Linked DNA regions of Mus musculus: regions 1, 2 and 3 are each linked to region 4. Evidence: chromatin contacts called from public HiChIP or PLAC-seq data. All regions are on one chromosome and are shown on one strand. Each heading gives the region's core, a stretch centred on a gene start, on an enhancer-like site or on the middle of the called end of the contact. The rest is flanking DNA. Distances are from core to core; before and after follow the strand shown.

The links. HiChIP or PLAC-seq counts read pairs in DNA pulled down with a chosen protein or histone mark.
Region 1: a CTCF HiChIP or PLAC-seq map of CD8 T cells shows a contact between it and region 4, with 5 read pairs. The contact joins two enhancer-like sites. A contact is called at or near these places in 1 of 15 datasets of contacts at CTCF or cohesin (CD8 T cells), 2 of 115 datasets of contacts at active chromatin or transcription factors (acute myeloid leukemia and embryonic stem cells) and 1 of 9 other capture datasets (embryonic stem cells).
Region 2: an HNF4G HiChIP or PLAC-seq map of pancreatic cancer cells shows a contact between it and region 4. The contact joins two enhancer-like sites. A contact is called at or near these places in 2 of 115 datasets of contacts at active chromatin or transcription factors (acute myeloid leukemia and pancreatic cancer cells) and 1 of 9 other capture datasets (embryonic stem cells).
Region 3: an H3K4me3 HiChIP or PLAC-seq map of stem cell-derived neural progenitor cells shows a contact between it and region 4, with 4 times the contacts expected there. The contact joins the promoter of Ccdc121 here to the enhancer-like site in region 4. A contact is called at or near these places in 9 of 39 promoter capture datasets (the 3T3-L1 cell line, 3T3-L1-derived adipocytes, the SN4741 cell line and 4 more), 6 of 115 datasets of contacts at active chromatin or transcription factors (embryonic stem cells, fibro-adipogenic progenitors, large pre-B cells and 2 more) and 1 of 9 other capture datasets (embryonic stem cells).

What each region holds. Positions count from the first base shown.
Region 1 is chr1:181,445,727-181,448,962 of GRCm38.p6, reverse strand. The region is part of intron 3 of Cnih3 (cornichon family AMPA receptor auxiliary protein 3); the gene reads right to left. Among named protein-coding and RNA genes, the nearest start is that of Ccdc121, 64 kb to the left of the region's middle. Within about 2 kb of position 1,577, at least 63 of the 459 cell types and tissues checked have an H3K27ac peak or open chromatin away from gene starts, as enhancers often do. A contact at or near this core is called in CD8 T cells, where this site is marked.
Region 2 is chr1:181,423,337-181,426,785 of GRCm38.p6, reverse strand. The region is part of intron 3 of Cnih3 (cornichon family AMPA receptor auxiliary protein 3); the gene reads right to left. Among named protein-coding and RNA genes, the nearest start is that of Cnih3, 72 kb to the right of the region's middle. Within about 2 kb of position 1,710, at least 31 of the 459 cell types and tissues checked have an H3K27ac peak or open chromatin away from gene starts, as enhancers often do. A contact at or near this core is called in pancreatic cancer cells, where this site is marked.
Region 3 is chr1:181,509,923-181,513,079 of GRCm38.p6, reverse strand. It overlaps Ccdc121 (coiled-coil domain containing 121), which reads left to right and starts at 1,629. Exons shown (of 1, transcript NM_207280.3): 1 at 1,629-3,157. The coding sequence starts at 1,695. The coding sequence ends at 2,666.
Region 4 is chr1:181,255,541-181,258,837 of GRCm38.p6, reverse strand. No RefSeq gene overlaps it. Among named protein-coding and RNA genes, the nearest start is that of Gm39718, 30 kb to the left of the region's middle. Within about 2 kb of position 1,992, at least 318 of the 459 cell types and tissues checked have an H3K27ac peak or open chromatin away from gene starts, as enhancers often do. A contact at or near this core is called in CD8 T cells, the SN4741 cell line, embryonic stem cells and 4 more, where this site is marked.

The DNA.
Region 1 (3,236 bases), core at 328-2,827, 190 kb before region 4:
TGTGGGTCCCAAGGCTAGAACTCTGGCTATCAAACTTAAGAGCACTGAGCTATCTCACCTACCCTACATAGCAAGCTTTCTGACCTGCTCATAGAGGCCACCCCCACAGCCTACATGTGACCAAATGTACTGTTCTGACCAACCACATACGTCTGTAGCATGGCTAGATTGCCCGTGAGATAGAGTCTGTAGTCATAGCCCTAGACTTCCATGGGTGGGAGCAACTGCTTCAGACCAACTCGCTTTGGTATAGAACATGACACTAGCTTTCTTTCACTGTAAGCAAATGAGCTAGCTACCTGACCAGTAGGCCCCTGCAGAAGATAAGGACATATTCACAGATTTTAAATAAATACATATACAGGCATACATGTGAGAGATGCATTTTGTAACTAGGGGTTGTGTTTGTTCTCGGCATCTGGTGAAGGACAAGCTGCCTTAACCTTAAGTTAACTCAGGCTCAGCATGGACTCAGAGCACAAGAGGCAACCCTCCGGGGTCATGACTTCAGTGGATAAACCAGGCACTGCACCTATGAATCTCAACCATGTAGTAAGAGAGGCCATGTGCTGTCATTCCTCCTTTGAGAACCTCAAAGCTGTGCTTGCCGGCTTCATCTGTACCCTGGCTACCTACCATGCCTAGAGCAAGCCCACGTTCTCAGAGCTAGCACGCCAGCCCTACTCCACCATGCACATCCAAGCACTTATGCCAAGTACTTAACATGCTCAGAGACAGCGACGACAGGCCTGAATCATCTAGTACAGCTCCATCCCCGTCTCCAGTGCCAACGCCAAACCTCTGAATGATGACAGTTCAGAATTCATGCCCTCTATCCATCACACTGCTCCTTGTTCTCTGGGACTTGGTGGATAATGGAAGCTGTGACTGACAGGGAGGATCTATTACCATCCCCTGTGTGAAGGAAAACACTTAACAGAGGCCAGCTCGACTTTTAGGGATGAGGGGGAAACCCTCCTGCTGTTCTGTGTGGGTCTTCCCACTGCCTCTCAGTATCTAAAATCCTGAGCAGACTTGTTCCTAACCCCAGGAGACTTCAAGTGGCTGCAATGCCCCTGTGCCCCTCCTCTTGCTCCAGGCATCCCATGTTACTCACAGTGATGTGGACAATGTAGGGACCTTATTCCTCTCAGACCAAATGGAGCTTAGCCAGGCTACCCGCGCTGGCCCGTACCATGCCTCACCCTAGACCATCTGTGCCTTTCCACTACTTGGCCTTTGCAACATAAGACATCCCCGATCCCAGCAGCTGGGAGGGGCCCCAGGGGCCATGAGTGGAAACTATATGAGAAGCCTGGAACACTTAACAGCCAATAAGAAATGCCCCCAAAGTCCTATTTTGTTTCCTCTGACATCACAAAGAACAGTTATAACAACGGGTATACTTCATCATCCTGACACCACCAGTGAGGACAGAGGGCTCTCTCCCACCCCTACCCCCCCACCCCGGCAGCCTTCGATGGGCAGAGTGAGAGCAAGTCATAAACGTTTGTTGTTCTGAGCGACTGAGAGTCACATGTTCCTTCTTGCTATGACACACTTTGGCCCATCTTGTCTGATGTAGTCAGAGCCTCGGAATGAGAAATCAATGAGAAAAGCAAGGCTGTGTTCTTCTCCCCTCTCTATCCTCCTGAGCATCCTTCCGGACCTTGGTTTAATAAGCCACCGAGGCTAGTGTGACATGCTCCTGATGCTGAGTACCAGGTGGAAGGCCACCAAGCATGCATCAGGCTTATTCTGGTGGGTAGTCAGCTGGGTTGCTCCCAGCTCAGACCGAATAAGTGCTATAGAAATATGCCCCACGCTTGAACCTACCAGAGGAAGTATAGAAAGGTAGATTGAAACTCTGAGCATGCCCATGGCTAGTTCCATCCCTTATCACCGGCAGACACTGTTTCCTCTGGCCGAGCTGTTGAATGGTACCGATACCCGTGATTCACTGAATGAGTTATAAATAGACACCACTTCATGTAGACCACAGTCTGAGACCCCATATCCTGCTTTCTGTAGTTATAAATAGTAAGAATGATCTCACTATAGACATTGTGGGGTTCTGAAAAGGTGACAGTTAAAGTCAGGCTAGCCTACACATACATGCCTGTGATCCTGGGCTAAGGGGACAGGCTACATGGTGAGAACTGGTCCCAAAAAAAACAAAACCTAACAAGCAATGCCTGCCAACTTGAGAATAGCCGAAGGGTTTGTCATGAAGCCAGAACCACTGTTAAGGAAGAATAAATCTAAATATGCATGGAAAAGTTGGCATGCCATGAGACTAGCAAAATCAGAGGGGGTGAGGAGACTGCTCGGTGATTATAGCACTTGCTGCACACACACACACACACACACACACACACACACACACAAGGACTAGAGCTTGGATCCCCAGAAACCCACATAAATATCAGGTAAGCATGGTTGTCCCACCTGTAATTGGGAGGAGACAGGATCTTCAGAGCAAGCTAGCCTACAAGACCAGCTATAAAGGGCAAGCTCTAGATTTGATTGAAAGACCCTGCTTCGTGGCTGACTAAGAAGAGTGACCAAGGGAAGATCTCTGCCATCAACCTCTGCTCTCTACATACCCATACATACACATGGGCATGTGTGCACACACATTTGCTCATACACGTGTATATACACATACATATATACACTTACACCTCTATCATGCACACATTAAACACACCCACACTACACACACACACAAAGATAGAAAAAGAAAACCAACAACAATAAAACAAAGAACTCACTATTTTGTGTAGCCCTTTCACAAGCCACCAAATGGGCCACTTATTTAAGAGTGTATAGGGCAGGCCTGATGCCAGGTAGGACTGGGGTACCTGCCAAGCTCATTACACTTCTGACTTACTGCCCAGATTCTAGTAGTCAGTTTCTGTTTGCTGGCAAATATTCCCATCTGGATATTCCTGAGTCCTCACTCCACTCCCACCCCTCCTCCCAGTCCCTGCAGACCTCTCCCGAGCCTCTAGTTTGTCCTAAGAGCACCTCTGCTTCCTCTCTCTCATCAGCCAGCCTGGAAACAAGACAAATCTGACATGGTCACTTCTACAGGGCACTTTGATCTACTCTTGTTTTCCATTTCTACTGCCCCCTACAGGCCAGCACCCCTGTGCTGCCCCCAAAGCTAGTGTAAGAACTGTCTAGCATAGCTCTGTCCCAGAAGACAGGCTCCTGTCCAGCAGAGACATGTC
Region 2 (3,449 bases), core at 461-2,960, 170 kb before region 4:
TCTATTTATAAAATAATGGGGATATTTTTTGCCTTGTGGAAAAAAAAAGTAATTTCCATCTTTCAGGACACGAATTGCTACAGAAATGATTCTAAGCTCAAAAACTGGGTAGGAATAGTGCTCATCAGGGAGGGGCTGAGCAGTTCCATTGCCAGGCCCAGATAGTTACTAAGTGTGAGAGACATGAGGGCCAAGGGCTCTCATGGGTGTTGTTTTGCAAACAAGGCTGCACACGGCAATGACTTGGGGAGCTTTAAAAATTCCTGTACTGGGTCTCCTCCTCAGGAATTCCGACTTTGTTGGTTGGGTTTGAGCATCGCTCAGGATCTTTTACTCTCCCCCGGTGACTCTAATACACTACAAGGTTTGAGCCCCTCTGCACAGCCAGCCTCATAACTCACGTTCCTTAACACACTTGCGGCCCTGGGTGGTTCAACCCGGCTGCTGGCATACTTAACCTTGGCTGGCCGGAGTGCGGGGCCGAATGCGGTGTGTAGATACCAGATCGTCACATCATAAACACCCCTGCCCCTCCCTCAGGCAGAAACACTGACCTGTGAGGTAGGAAGCCCTAAGGTCAGAGGGGTTTCCAAGTCTGCCTGCCTGCCCCTCAGAGCCGGTTGGCAGTATCACCAAACATCACATTCAGGCCTGAGTTTCCAGTTCTGCAAAGAGGTTTGGGAGTGGGAATTAAAAGTCACCCCTGATAGAGTTGTTCTATGGGACAGGGCAGGGAAAGGCTGCTTGCTCCAGAGGAAGCTCTCTACAGTCAACTTTTACTGATTTAAAGAAGAGGCTTGGGAAGGGCAAGGGAGGGAGCAAGAGAGGGAGGACAAGAGGGACGGAGGGAGAGAGGGACGGAGGGAGGGAGGGAGGGAGAGAGAGGGGGAGAGAGAGAGAGAGAGAGAGAGAGAGAGAGAGAGAGAGAGAGAGAGAGAGAGAGAGAGAGAGAGAGAGAGGAAAAGAACTCAGGTCTTGTGTTGGCATAGTTCCCACCCAGGTAGGCCAAGAAACCCCCTGGGAGGCTTTTGAAAACACTGTTGTCTGCACCCAGCCTGGAAAAATTAAGTGGAACTTTCTGGAGTTGAGTCATTTGGAGCCCCAGGTTTTAAACCTCTAGGGGTGTCCAGTGTGCCCTGGGGCTGAGAAATGCTGGCCTGTAAGGATACATTCCTGACTGCTGAGCTGTGCACCTTCCTAGGGAGAGGAAGATGGGCCCTTCGACTAGCCTGCGGGTTGCCCAAGGCCACTGAGTCACAGCTAGACAAACAGATGCCCTCTTTTTGGTGGAGGTGAGGGCAATAAGACAGGGTTTCTTTCTGTAGCCCTGGCTGTCCTGGAACTCATTTTGTAGACCAGGCTGGCTTCAAACTCGCAGAGATCCACACCTGCCTATGCCTTCTGAGTGCTGGGATTAAAGGTGTGAGCCATCATGCCCAGTTAACAGAAACCCTTTCCTACCACTGAGCAGGATACAGAGTGCTTCAACCTTTTGGGGGAAGTACATATTCATATAACCTAGCCTTCCAGCCTCCCTTCTGATAAAGCACACAAAGACATTTATTGTTGGGTTATTAGCAAGGGGCCAGGTAAAAACCTGGTACAGAAGGTTCATAAATACAGATAGGACTAAATAGTGCATAGTGTGGGGTATTGTGTAGACTCGGGTGATCATGATTAAGACAGCAGCTTTTTATCAGCTGAGAACTGGAACAAACTAGTTATGGTCAAGGTCTCCTTGTTCTCAGCAGCTAATAGCATGAGTCCTAGCATATACCAGAAACCGTAGCTAGTCCCAAACCTTGTGATTCAGTGTGCAGTTGTCTTACCCAGGCACAAGTCACGTACCACAGCCATAACTTTCACAGTGCGGGTTACATCAGCAAAACTAGCAGGGATCTGCGTTTCTTCACGTTGTCACAGACAAGACTCACTCTTACAGTAGATCTTGGTAACATCAACGGGTTCTTCTCCATCTCCTCATTAAGTTGAGGACTCTCGCCTTTCAGTCAATGGGAGCACTTAAAGACTTCTCTCTGGTGTATTCAAACTGCTCAGTATGATTATCCTTGTTCTTGGGTCATGATTAAATAATATACCTGTCACACAGCATGGCACTGTGGCATGTGATAGCAGGCCTGACAACTGAGATCCGTCTGCTAAGTGACCCGAGAGAAGGTAGGTGAATACAATGTGGTACCCTGGACAAAGATATGTATGAGTCATACCCTAACTGGGGAGGAGAGGGCAGCGTGAGATCTCATCGCACCACTTGGAACAGTGGGCAGCTTATTACCTATAAATCATTTATCTATGGAATTTTCCATTTAATATTTTTCAACTAATATTAGCACTGGGTAATAAAAACTGCAGAAACTATAACTTCAGACGAGGAGAAACGGCTGCATATAAACCCTTTCCCCTCCCCCCCCCCATTATTAGGGAATTAAACAGAAGAACCCAGCCCTGTGTGTACATCTGTGCTTTTACATATTTGCTGTTTGTGACCACATGGAGGTGTGAATGATAAATATAGACCAAGGGTTTTAGTAATAATTATGTCAGTTTCCACAGTATTCTTCTAACAGCCTCCAATTTTATCCATGAACGATTGTAAGAGACCCCCCAAGGTAAAGTCTCATAGAAGGGGCAGTGGGGAGGGTCTTCCCTGATATCTCCCTCTCTTCCGCACATCTCAGTCCCTGTGTGTGTATTTCTGCCCTAACCTCATGTGGCCTTGGAATCTTTGAAGGTGCTAAAGCAGACAGTACAAGAAATTAATTGAAGAGGGGGTTCCACCTAGACAGCTATGGGGCTAAGAAGAGACTTCTGTAGTCCAGGTGCCTTGGGGCCACTGACCCTCATCCACGCTCTGTAAGTAAGCCTGATAAACTCATCGGCTCCCTAGACCGGGCTTCAGCAGGCTTGTGCTTGGGCTTGTTCCTGGTGCCCCGTTAAGGAGGAGGTAGAGTTGGACCGGGAACTTGTGCACGTTCCTTTCTGTTAACGCTGCACCATCTTTGTCCTGAGAGCAGGGCAGCGCACTCTTATCATTTAAGCAGGTAATAGAAACTGAAAAGCAAGCTCTGGGCCAAGACTACCTGGATTCAAAAGTTGACTTTGCATGTAGCAGGCAACGCTGGTCAACCTCTCCTCCACTCCCTCTCCTCTTCAGTAAAGAGGAGCCCACGTTGACACTGCAATTGTTGCCCCAAATTAGTCCTGCTACACATTGTGGATAATGCCTGCAGACTAGGCAGCAGGTTAGACAACGAACGCTGCTGTAAGAGACGCTTTACTTGAGCCACCATGGCAATGTGCTGGCTGCTGGTCCCACTGCCCCTCCTGTGGTAGTATGAGAAGGTGGGACATCGCTGAGGTGATGGAAGTGGAGCCTTCATGACTGGACAAAGAGGTGAACAATGGTCCAGAGCCACCGAGCTTCCCTC
Region 3 (3,157 bases), core at 380-2,879, 250 kb before region 4:
AACTTAAGTTGAAGGCTTTTAAAGTCATCTGCCTCGATGCTCTGGGTGGCCCCATGGTTGTGTACCGTCCCTCGTGGCCTGGGAGACAGCCTACGCTCCTGCACCTTGCCCCGCCCATCCTGGATCATTATTGCGCTACCTTGTCTGCAGCTGTCTCCAGCTAATCACCAGTGTGTGAGTCTGGCGGCCAGAGAACTCGATTGTACTGTCATGCTGAGGCTCTTTTGGTTTATTTGGGCTTTTTTTCGCAGCTGGCATCTGCGAAAGCCCATCTCCAACAGATGAGTTAGCACAATTATACCAGTTATGGGCACTCGTCTGTGTCTCACATCCTGAATCTCCAGGAAATCAAGGCAGAGCCTATAGAAGCAGAGCTATTACCCAACATGGGCATTGTGTCTTCTTATATTTAGATTTCATGGGGACAGTGATTATAGAAGCCCCGTGGTTTCATATCTTCAAGGCATCCGGCACAGGCTGAGTTCCAGCTTGGGGCCATGGGGTGAGGGGAGCTGTGGTGTGAGGGGATATGACCGCTGTGTTTGTCAAACTCTGATGGCAAGAATCATTGCATTAACCCCAGATCCCTCTTTCCTCTCCAAAACACCCAAATCAGAATCTCAAGGGAGCAGTCTGGGAAACCATCACTGGAAGAATCCTTGGGCAGTTAGGGAATCACTCTCTGGGAGAGTATAACAGTCTTGCCAAGGGAGCCAAAGGGGTCGGGGGTCAGGGGTCAGGGGTCAGGGGGCCCGACAGATCCAACTACCTATAGTCCTGGACGAAGATGTTACTTCTTAGAGCTTCCACATCCTTTCATGAACTCTAAGAGATCTTATCTGTATTCAAGGATTGAGACACTGAACAGCATACAGAAGACTCTGCAGTCGCCCTTAACTTTGGCCCCACTAGGAACTGGGTCTGCAGAAAGAGCCCCCGACACCCTGATGTAGACTATACACACCAAGAGAAGGCAGAAGACATGGACATTCCATGCACAGTCGATTGCCAGAGGCTGGGTAGGCCTTTTAGCCACCTTAGCATCTGAAGGACCCCCACTTAGGCTCAGAGCTTTCTGAGGATTGGACAGAGGGTTTCTTTGTGAGTGGGGAGAAGGCAATTAGCGGGTAGTCCTTAAAACTGCAGTCATATATCCACAGAAACCAATTCTCTGGACTCTTACCCCTGGTTCAGAAATCTTGAGTGATGATTGTCCTAAATCACCTTAGATGTTCTATATGGACTTTACTGGTGCTGGGTCATCGGTGCTCATACAGGCCTGGCCTAAAACCCCTCTCAGCTTCAGCCACCTCATGCACTGCGTGGTGAGGCCCGGACTTGGAATCCAGGCTGAGTATGTTGACAAACTCTAAAAGTCAAGCAGGTCTGTTTTCTCTACCCTCCTCGTTATGAAGGGAGGACATATGCTGTTCTGACACCTGTCTGGACTTCCTGGCACTGGTTTGGACAACAAACAGTGTGACTGTTTAACAAAAAGGAAAGAGAGTCAGAAAAGCCCTGGACAGCCTCTGACCTGCTCTGACTTCCTGGCAGGCTGAGTGTCGCTTGGTCGCCTTGACCACCAGAGGGAGAAACCTTGGGAACATTTGCTCAGGACTCTGTGCCCTGAAACAACAAACCACCATCCCATGCTCTCTTGCAGTCACTCTCCTTGACCTGGGGATTCAAGGAGTATGCTTGCCCAGAGCCCTGGAGATGCACCCCCGCCAACACCACACCTTACTATTCTAAATACATATCTCAAGCCAAAGTTGCTAACGAGCTTGGAGAAACGGGTAAAAAGGAAGACAGTGGTGGCGATGAAGGAGCTGAGCCAGCAAATCCAAGAAACCAAATGCCGGCGGGAAAGGCTGCTGAAGGACAGCAGGCAGCTACTAGAGGAAAAATACCGTGTGCAGGCTGAAAACCAGCTTTTCATGGAATACCTGCGTAAAAATAAGGAACAGTGTGAGAAGAAACAGGAGGAGCTGTGGAAGCAGTACGTCCAAGAATGTGGCGAGATAGAACGCGAGAGACAAGAATTGGCATCCAGATACAACCAGAGAAACGCAGCTCTTCAAGCCCAGCTCCTGCAGGGCAGAAAGACCCAGAAGGATTTGAAGCAGCAGTTGCAGGCACTGAAGCCAGTTTACAAGATAAAGGAGGGCCAGGACGTGAAAATACAGACCTTGGAGAAGGAGCAAGAGAAAGTCCGAAGTGAGACTGCGACCAAGGACCGGGAGGCGCACTTCCAGTTCCTGCGGGAAAAGGCACTGATGGAGAAGGAGCTGCAAGAGTGGCATCTGATGGAGCTGGGGCAGATCAACACCACGGGGCTTACGAGGAAGTACAAGGCCTTGGCGCTAGCAGCCAAGCAGGCTCATTCTGAGTTCTGTGGCAGTCTCCACAGGGAGAACCAGCAGCTACGCAAGGAGCTTCAGCAACTGAGCCAGGAGTACGGCAGGTTGGATGCTGTGAGGAGCCAGCTGGAAAAGCACCGGCAGCTGGCGAAGGAGCAGCAGTGGTACCTAGAAGCCTTGACCAGAGGGCGGCAGCGGCTGCAGGCAGAACGCGAGCGCCATCATCGTGGTCATAACCCACGCCTCAAGGAACAGAGAGCTTCAAAGACCATGCTGAGCACCAAATCAAAAGCAAGTTCAAAGTAACAGCTACTGCAACTGAATTGAGGCGCAGGGAATAATCTACAAGCCAAAAAGTATCCTTCGTGGAAAATAGAAACACACTTTCAGGAAGGGCAGTTGTTGCAGCATGGGGTCGTGCTCCTTGTCTGGGACCCACATCCTCACTGTCTGTGTCCCTGGGGCTGTTGTAGATTCCGGAGATTTAGAACACTTGGAAAACTTTTTAACGGGTTATACCACCCATTTTTATAGTAGCATTTGAAATTCTCAGAGTACCTAGTTAAGACATGTATTTTACCACACTTTTTTTTTCTTAATGTGTACTCTGCAGTCCACAAAGTATAGTGTATAGCTTACATGTTCTATGTATTTTGGGCCATTTGAAGCAAATAAGAATCTTATTTTAAATTGTAGGGGTTTGTTGGTTTAGAAGGGTTTCAGGTTTGCATTTGTGATGAACTGTTTTTGTTGAACTGTGGGCTCTGGTCTGGAAGAATAGCCTTGTTTTTGGGTCA
Region 4 (3,297 bases), core at 743-3,242:
CCAGGATCTGTGATACAAAAGAAGGCATGTCCATTGCAAAGAGGCCATACTCTGCCCCCCGGGGAGGGGGAGGGGAGGACATTCATGGAAAGCATCCAGCAGCACAGGACTGTACCTAACCTCCAGGTGTGCTATGCCAGGCACTGTGCTTCTGCCAACACCTTGACCTTCACATCGCCTCTTCCAAAGCAGTCTCCTCTAATTCCTTCTAGCTGGGCAGTGAAACATTTGCTGCTGGCTTCCCATCTTCCAGATGGTTAAACTGAGGCTCAGCAAGGCAAAACAAAAGCATCTCAAAGCTAGCTCTAGGTGGACTTGGGTTTGTATTTAGTTTCGTTGTTTGTTTTGCTTTGAGATGGCGGCTCCCTACGTAGCTCACACTGGCCTGAAACTCAGTATGTAACATAACTTTGTCCAGCATTCACGAGCCTCCTGCATCGGGGCTTCCCAAGTGCTGGGATTACAGGCCTGTACCTTCTAGCTTCCAAGTAGACTTTGAACTCAAACAGTGTGATTCAGCATAGAGGGCTAGTTACTGCTCTATCATAGGAGAGCTCGGAGGAAGACTTACATGGGATGCGAGGGCGACCCCCCAGCTCTAGGAAGGATTGAGTTGGGCTCTCTAGGAAAAGCAGGATGGACTTGGTGGTCCGAGATCTGTTTTGAGAGAGGTTGGGGACAGGATTCCAGGATTGAAGCCTACCAGAGCTGCTGAGAGTTCCAGAAAAGAATGTGAAGTGAAGGGGGAGGGGTGGATAATAGAGCAGGGAGCACAGGACCAGCCTCTCCCACCCAGAGGTCCCAGAAGTGCTGAGGAAGGGAACTTCCAGGGTGCCCAGGGCGAGGTTGGGGATCAATTTCCCTTAGAAAGTGGGGCAGGAACCCAGAATTTCACCCTGTTGGCATTCGAGTAACCGCCTACATTTCTAAAGAACACACCACAGTTTACAAATTACTTGCACAAAAAAAAATGTCCTGTTTCACTATGACAGGCAACCTGTGTTAGGCAACTTAAAAATCCTGCACTGAGCTGAGTTCACCGCGGGCCCAGTGAGGGTGGTTCTGTTACTGTCCCTCCCGTACTGGAAAACAGAGGCCAAGGTCAGTTGTCATGTGGCAACATTGGGGTTGGAGCCCAGATCTAATTCGGGAAGGACTCGCTTAAACCGCAGTCCCCAAACAACCTAAGAAGCAAGCAAGTTACTGTTAGCGCTTTGCAGGTGGAGAGGCTCGAGTGAGTATGGACTCTAGCAGGTTCACTCTGCTCATGGTTAAACCAGGTTTCCAGACGTGAGTAGCACAGAGGATTTGCAGGAGGGCCGCGGGTAGACACACCCGAAGCCCGGGTCTGTCTATCTAAGTTCCACAGCTGCCGTACACACCCGTACAGCCTTGGGGAGAAATATTCCAGATTACCAAACACAGCGCTTGTACAATAATCAGGTTGTGCGAAGACCAGATTAGGGAAGACCCACCCCGTGTAGAGCCCCGAGGCTCGAAACCCTCCGGATGGTACTGGCTAGGGCTGGTGATACCTCCTCACCCAGAACCTGGAATTAAGGGAGGCGGGTTCTGCTCCTCTAGAGCCCAAACCCGAGGAAGGAAATGGAAGGGTGGGATGGTGTCAGACGGAAGGGAAAGCAGAGAAGAGGAAGACCAAAGCCAGCAAGGGGGAAGGGGAGGCTCAATGGTCTACGCCCTGACTGTGCGGCAGATGCATGAGGCCCCAAGACTCTGCCTGGCAAGTGCAGACTGATTGCATAGGATCAAATACCGTGCAAGGTTAGTACACCGTGTCCTAGGTAGAGAGGAGGATTTTAATACAGAATAAAGGCCGCCCTCTTTCCTGCCCTCCTCCCACAGAGGGGGGGGAGGGGGGTGACTGGCCCTGGCAGGTCGCCTGTCCCCGCCCCGCGCCCTCCCCAGAGCCTCCTGCCCGCTGAGGTCGCCGCCCAGCAAAGCCTGGGCACTCCTCCCTTGCTTGCCGCAGGTCTCGGCCCATCACCCGAGCCTGGTCCCACCCGCCAAACCACATACTTTCACCTCCGTCTCACCCTTCCCTCCACCCTTCCCGTCTTCCTGGCCCAGTCCTCGCCACTCAGATGATTTTTAAGTCTGCCGCTTCCTTTCAATGGCTAGAGAAAGGATGGAAGGCTTGTGTTTGGCAGTGTTTAAATTACTCCAGAAAACACCCAGTGGCAAAGACAATAAAAGGGTACAGTTTCTTCGGCTGCTTCCGCAGGGCAGGGGGAGGGGTGGCCCGCTAACCTCCACCCACCTGCCGCCCGCCCGCCAGCTGTCTTCTGGGTGGACAGCACGGGGTCTCACCCCTGTCCCCTCCCCCCACCTCCTCTTTGGCAGGCTGGCAGCCTAGGCCAGCTGGATGGCTTGTCTCTACTCTGAGCTAGAAGGCTTCTGAAGTTAGCTGAGGCTCACAACTCTCATGCGCCTGCTGGGCGATCAAGACTTTTTACAAGGAGGGTGGCGCTATTGCCTCCTATCCGTGTCCATCAGAAACCCCTTCCTGACCAGCTTCGTTCCCACAAGCAACTGCGGCTGCTATCTCATGCCACCCGCGTATTCCAGCAGAGTTTGAGGAAGACCCTAATTTCCATTTCTTCCAGCAAATATGATTGCTTGACTCCAACTTCTGAGGTCCTGGGGAAGACAAGAGCCTGTGTCTGGGCTCATCTTAGCAGTTAGCTTGGAATCTGCTCACAACGGGTCACCCCCGGGGAAGTAAGTCCCTTGCTCACAACCTCGATGGCAACCATCCAGAACGAGAGAGAACTCTGCACACCTCAGCTCACCCTGCCTGTCCCCAGGAAGACTCACACTTGCCCATGCTCCTACCCGACCTCCTTCCAATCCTTTGTCTAAGGAACCTCCTGTAGCAGGACTGTCCTAGAAAGCATCCAGCTAAGAAAGACTTCTGCATTAAAGCATTACTTGCTACAGTAGAGCTACGTTCAAGCTTCTAAGTGACTGTCTGCTAATGATGTGACCTTGGGCAAGTCACTTAATCATGCTAAGATCCATGTTAGTCACCTGTCGATTTATCATCGATGCCAGAGTGCAGCCTGCTGCCCATATGAAAGGGGAGTGAACACAGCTTCCTCACCCCCATCTCTATTACAGATGGAGCCCAGCGCATCACAGGTGCTACTGAGCGCCCCTGACAGCTGGCCCGAGACACACCTCCACGCTGCTGCCTGAAGCAGCTCGAACTCCTCAGCTGCCTCTCAAGTGAAGTGGGAGTGGATTTCACTGCAGAGAGAGATTTTAGGGCGAGCCAAT